Linked DNA regions of Capra hircus: region 1 is linked to region 2. A link is a contact called in public Hi-C data. All regions are on one chromosome and are shown on one strand. The core of a region is the stretch at or near the end of the contact, and the rest is flanking DNA. Distances in the headings are between cores, read along the strand shown. Region 1 holds the start of LOC102186814 (nuclear body protein SP140-like protein). Region 2 has its middle 68 kb from the start of CAB39.

The links. Hi-C and Micro-C count contacts between places; a contact is called where the count stands out from the background.
Region 1: a contact with region 2 is called in a Hi-C map of blood, with 2.3 times the contacts expected there. The contact joins the promoter of LOC102186814 here to the enhancer-like site in region 2. A contact is called at or near these places in 4 of 5 Hi-C or Micro-C datasets (blood and liver).

The regions. Positions count from the first base shown.
Region 1 is chr2:17,359,196-17,362,484 of ARS1.2, reverse strand. It overlaps LOC102186814 (nuclear body protein SP140-like protein), which reads left to right and starts at 1,519. Exons shown (of 22, transcript XM_013973246.2): 1 at 1,519-1,725. The coding sequence starts at 1,694.
Region 2 is chr2:17,256,805-17,260,005 of ARS1.2, reverse strand. No RefSeq gene overlaps it. Among named protein-coding and RNA genes, the nearest start is that of CAB39, 68 kb to the right of the region's middle. Within about 2 kb of position 1,610, at least 3 of the 5 cell types and tissues checked have an H3K27ac peak or open chromatin away from gene starts, as enhancers often do.

The sequences.
Region 1 (3,289 bases), core at 270-2,769, 100 kb before region 2:
TTCTTTTCCATTATGGTTTATCATAGGACCAACCTGCCACCTGTCCTTTCCCAAACCTGAGTGGGTCTGACGTTATTTCTTGGATCAAAGAAACTGCTTTCTCCACAGAGGACTTGGGGTGCTTCAGACCCCCCACCCCACTGCTCTCATGGGTGTGGTGCAGGCCCAGCTTTCTCTGACCCACAGGAAGGTCTCCTCCAGGGGCCAAGAGCAGCCCCAGCTCGGGAGTGTCTGTCCTGCAGATGATCCAACCTCAGCTAAGCAGCCTCTGACTCCAGGTTCTCATCTTGGTGGCCCTAAGCAAGCCCACAGAAAAGCTGGCATGTTTATCTCAACATGCAGCACGGCGATGACCTGGTCCACCTGCCGCCCAGGAACAGAGAGGAGAGAGAGAAGGGACCCTAGACAAGGCAGGTGTGGTCTGTGCCAGCCTTGTGTGGACCCTGTGCCCCATGGAGTCAGGGGCAGAGGACAGTCCTGGCCAGACAAGGCTCAGGTCAGTAGTCCTGCTACCTGCTGCAGTGAGGGGGGCGAGAGAGGGGTCCACATGTGTGCAGGACCGGGTACCCCTGAGACCCTGCCCACTGGTAAAGAAGTCCTCATTGGAGTTCTGGGCTCTGTCCTGACCACAGTGAAAAGAAAGAAGTGAGCAGAGAGTAGAAACCCTCCTCTTATCCTCACGCATGATTTGGTTTCATTCTGACTCACAATCTGGTCACTTCTGATCGTTTGTGGAAGGATGACAGAATCTGAGTGAAAAATCTATGGACAGACACAACTCCAGGGCCAAGGGTCACCCCCTCAGCTGGGGTTACCTGCTCGTTCGTTTCTACATGATCCGGGTCCTAACCTCCATCTCCGTCTGGAGAGAAGCCTCTTGCCTCTGCATTCCCATGACAGTGTCGCAGGTTTCTGTTGTCAACCCCTGGCTACACTGGTGAAGCAACCCTGTAGTCAGGACACCTTAGACCCTTGCACCTAAGATGTCAACCCACATCACCAACTGGGCTCCACTCTCCAGCCCCAGGGCCTTGGAGGTTCTTCTCCTACCCCTGGCTGATTTCTAGGAATGCTAAAAATGTTCTCCCCACTTTATAAAGCTGAGCATTTGGGCTTGCTTCTGCTCGGTGTCCAAATGCTGGGACCTGACTCGGTTGGTCCAGGCTCTCTCACAGGCTGGAGAGAGGATCTGAAGTCTCTGTCTTTCCCTCTTCCCCTGACAACCATCTCAGCAAAGGGGAAGGGGCACACCTGAGTTTGCTCTTGACCCCATACTAAACTCTGAACCGCCCTGAGAAGGCAGAAGCCTGCAGACAGTTGGGGTCACGCAGATATCATTGCTGCCTTTGCACAGACAGCTGGACCCCTGGGGGCTGACCCGGCCGCTCCCTTGGCCCTCCAGGCCCTGAGTGTCTCTCCTTGTCTTGCATCCCTGGGACCACATGTCTTGATGGCTGGAAGCACCAGGGAGCTGCGGGTAGAGGGAAGGAGCCAGTGTCTGCCCAGCACAGCTCACTGGCAAGTACTTTCACTTCTGTTTTCCCCTCCATGGGCGGAGCCGCCAGCCCTGGATGAGACCCAGAGCTGACTTCCTGCTCGGCGCTCAGGGCTCCGGCAGCCTCTCCGGACCCAGGCTGGGGAGGCTGGAAGAATCAGAGGCCAAGCCCAGGCCCAGGCCAGGCTGGGCGGGAAAATGGCTGGAGAGGGCAGAGAGCTCAGCACCAGGTCAGTCTTTCTCCCTCTTCTTCCGCCTTTCCCTGTGGCCACACTGCTGTTCAGTGCTGTCTTTGGACTCTGCACCGAACCTTTGCTTTCCACCTGGTGTAGGGGAACCTTTGCCTGCCATATAGGGCTGGCCAGGAATGTGTGCCGAGGAGATGGGATTTCAAACTGCAGCCTCAGGGCGCCTGCCGGTTGAGTCCTGCTGCCACAACACACATGACTGCTTGCTTTGCAGCTACGGCTCCGCTGGCCCGTCTGCCTGAAGGCGCCTTGTCCTTTATGACGCTTTATTTCCTCGTGACCCCAGATTACTCTCATTTCCCTCTTGTCAGTTCTACCTTTGCATAGATCATTTCGAAGAAGGTAGTTTAGAAAACACAAAATTCAGGGTAAACCCCTGACATTTTGAAACCCTGGGTGGTGTGGGCTCACGTCTGTCCTGTCGGTGACACCTCTGTCAGCTCTGGAACTAATCTCGTTTCTGACTGGGGGTCCTGGGCTCCTCCTCCAGCCATCCTGAGCAAAGAAACAAAAGGAAGAGAAATGCCTCAAACTGCCCAGGGCTAACACAGGCGGAGTAATTTTACGTTTGGTTTCATTTTCTATTCTGGAACAGGTTACATCTCTACAAGGAAACAAGTCGTGTTTCTATCTTTCTCTAGTAACGGATCAGAAATAACATTACTTAATATTTTAAAATTTTAATTTTTTTAATGCAGAAGAAATACATATGCAGTCTGGCTCATAAAATTTCAAACAATACGGAAGTAGAGAGAGGGGAAAAGTCCTGTTCACCACTCACCCCCTCGCAGCTTCCAATCCCGGTCCTGTTAGAGTTGTAGGCATAACCCTCCAGATTTGCATTTATGTACATAACTCATTTTCCTACATACATAATGTGAGCCCTGTTTTTTAAAACATGGAATTATATTGTAAATGCCATTTTGCATTTTCGCTTAGTTTAATAGTGAAAATCATAGAGATCTTCTTAATAATCATGGGCTTGCCTTATTCCTTTTAACAGCCATATATAATACTATTCTGTGGAATGGACACGCCATAGTTTTATGTTGTTGTTGTTTGTTTATTTCTTTAATTGAAGTATAATAGTTTTACAATATTGTGTTAGTTTCAAGTGCACAGCAAAATAATTCAGCTGTACATATACGCGTATATATGTATAGACACATATTCTTTTTCATTCTTTTTCCATATATGTTATTACAAAATGCTGAGTAAAGTTCCCTCTGCTACAAGCAGGTCTTTGTTGTTTGTCTGTTTTATATAGTAGTGTGTATATGTTACTCCAAAATTCCTAATTTAACCCCCCTCCATATGTTCCCTTTGGAAACTGTAAGTTTGTTTCCTATGTCTGTGAGTCAGTTTCTGTTTTGTAACTAAGTTTATTTGGATCAGTTTTTTACATCCCACATATAAATGATAGATGATATTTGTCTTTCTCTGACTTACTTCACTTAATATGATAATCTCTGGGTTCATCCATGTTGCTGCGAATGGCGTTGCGTTTTTTTCCTGACTGAGTAACATTCTGTTGAATGTATATACC
Region 2 (3,201 bases), core at 361-2,860:
TGTCTTTTAATTTCATGGCTGTAACCACCATCTGCAATGATTTTGGAGCCCAGAAAAATAAAGTCAGCCACTGTTTCCATTGTTTCTCCATCTATTTGCCATGAAGTGATGGGACCAGATGCCATGATCTTAGTTTTCTGAATGTTGAGCTTTAAGCCAACTTTTTCACTCTCCTCTTTCACTTTCATCAAGAGGCTCTTTAGTTCTTCTTCACTTTCTGCCATAAGGGTGGTGTCATCTTACAAAACAGGAGAGATTTTATTTGGGCCCCTGGTGACTGCAGGTATGAAATTAAAAGATGCTTGCTCCTTGGAAGAAAAGCTTTGACAAACCTGGACAGCGTATTAGAAAGCAGAGACATCACTTTGCTGACAAGGTCCGTATAGTCAGAGCTATGAGTTTTCCAGTAGTTGTGTACAGAGGTGAGAGTTGGACCATAAAGAAGGCTGAGCACCAAAGAATTGGTGCTTTTGAACTGTGGTGCTGGAAAAGACTCTTGAGAGTCCCTTAGAGTGCAAGGAGATCAAACCAGTCAATCCTAAAGGAAATCAACCCTGAATATTCATTGGGAGGACTGAGGCTGAAGCTGAAGCTTCAGTACTTTGACCACCTGATGTGAAAAGCTGACTTATTGGAAAAGACCCTGATGCTGAGAAAGACTGAGGGCAGGAAGAGAAGGGGACGACTGAGGATGAGATGGTTGGATGGCATCATTGACTCAATGGGCATGAGTTTGAGCAAATTCCAGGAGATAGTGAAGGACAGGGAAGCCTGGCATGCCACAGTCCATGCAAAGAGTTGGAAACGACTGAGCGACTGAACAACAGTTTTACTATGGGGCTTAATTATGGGAGGGGGGTCAGGAAAGATGGCAAAATGTCAAGCTCCAAACTCTGTCTCTCCACTTAGACAACAGCTGTACTAGCAGAAACTGGCCAAAGAGTGGGAGGCACCCAGCAAGGTCTCAGAGAGAGAAGAGTGAGGTCCTAACAGATCACTCAGCTCTGTAGCTCAGAGCTACACCTGAGCTTCCTATTCTGCTAGTTTCAACAAACTCCAGACAAGCACGGGCAGAAAGCACTGGGTCTCCGCTTGAAGGGAGCCTTCCAGGGGCTCTCCTCCTCTTTTCCCTAAATTTCATCCTGGGGTGAACTAGGTTTGGCCAAGGTGGACTTAATGGCAAAGGTGAAGACCTTCAGGATGAGGAAGAACTCCTGTCCCCAAAGGAAGGAATCATGATCGGATCGACAAGGGACGAGAAACTGAGACCGCGCTTGGGTAACGGTCGATCAGGCAGGAGCGGTTTTCGCCCAGCAAACACCGGATGTCGCGGGACGGGTCGGGACTTCCCCGCGGGCACAAGGTCGCTTACTGGAAGTCAGCTGCTGACGCAAGCTCAGCCCTCTGGGAGCCAGCCACGCACTTTCCCAAAGCACCCTCCCCTTGTGGGGCAGAAGTCAGCCAAGACGACCCTCTAAAGCGATGCACATTATCAAACGTGGTTTTGACGCAGTGGGTAAATAGCCGCTGCCCTGAGCCCCTTCAAGGGCCTCCCTCCACTCCCTGCTGCTCTTGCCATTGATCTTATACCTAAACACCACTACCCGCGCCACCCCACCCCAAGACCTCTCCAATCAGCAACCGATCAGTCCGGGATCCTCCAAGAACCTGCTGCAAACGGCGGCCGGTGTCAGTTTTCATCCGGAGCACACAGAGCAAGATGAAAGGAGAGGCATACCACCGGGGTCACGTTCTTAAAATTCTAATTTTAGCAAATGAAACTTCGCTTTAAATCTGCATTTTTCAGGGTAGGATGCGGGGACGTAGGAGGGATATTCAAGTGGCAGGGGACATAGGTAGACCTATGGCTGATTCATGTTGATGTGGTAGAAACCGACACAATGCTGTAAAGCAACTATCCTTCAATTTTTAAAAAAAAAATTTTTTTTTTTTTTTTTTTTTTTCATTTTTTAGGGTTTTTCCTCTACCCCGTTCCCGGCTCCAGAACCTTCAGAACGTCTACACTGCCCTCTGGTGGCTGAATGTTGTCATTGATCAGTCCCCTTTAGAAATGTCTTAAAACTTTTCCTCTCCTAATTCACCCTGTTGTCAGTCCTGAAAAAGTAGAACTTATTTTTTAATCCTCTAAACAAAGATCTCAAAATCAAGATTAGAAGTGATATTGTTTGTTTGGTTGCAAAGCCTGTCTGAATCTTTTGCCACCCCATGGGCTGTAGCCCACCAGGCTCCTCTGTCCATGGGGTTTCCCAGGCAAGAGTACTGGAGTGGGTTGCCATTTCTTTCTCCAGGGGATCTTCCCCACCCAGGGATGGAACCCACGTCTCCCGTGTCTCCTACTTGGCAGGTGGATTCTTTACCAGTGAGCTACCTGGGAAGCCCTAGAAGTGACATTGTGAAAGTCGCTCAGTCGTGTCAGACTCTTTGCGACCCCATGGACTATTCAGTCCACGGAATTCTCCAGGCCAGTACTGGAGAGGGTAGCCTTTCCCTTCTCCAAGGGATCTTTCCAACCCAGGGATTGAACCCAGGTCTCCCACACTGCAGGTGGATTCTTTACCAGCCGAGCTACAGGGGAAGCCCAAGAATACTGGAGTGGGTAGCCTATCCCTGCTTCAAGAGATCTTCCCCACCCAGGGGTCTCTCTTCCCCACTCAGGGGTCTCCTGAATTGCAGGTGTATTCTTTACCACCTGAGCTGTCAGGGGAGCCCAGAAGTGACATTATTTCCTTCTAAGTAAAAGGGAGTGAAATAATATAAGAAATTGGTGCCTGAGATAGTTTTCCTGTTTGGCAGTTCATATGCCCATAATTGAATTCATGACCTAGACAGAGAGGTCTTAGTTCAAATTGTGAGGATCCTATGTCTTTGACTCTTTTTCACTGCCACTGCTGAGCGGTCCCTGAGAATGTCCTTGGGCCTAGATGTCCTCAAGGACCAGACATCCCTGCCCTCCGGACCTCCCCCTTAGGCTGGCAGTGCTACCAGGTGAGCTTCCCTCAGGGGACTCCCGCAGGGACCAAGGGCTCTCTGAAGCTACAGGGCAGCGACACAGTGCTGCGCATTCATCTGGACAGCCTCCACCTCAGCACGCAGCCTGTTGACCTCCACTGGCTTGCCTTACAGATTTTGAATCTGAGAATGCTTCTTATAAGAGGAGTCTCATGGTGCCTTGCACAGAGA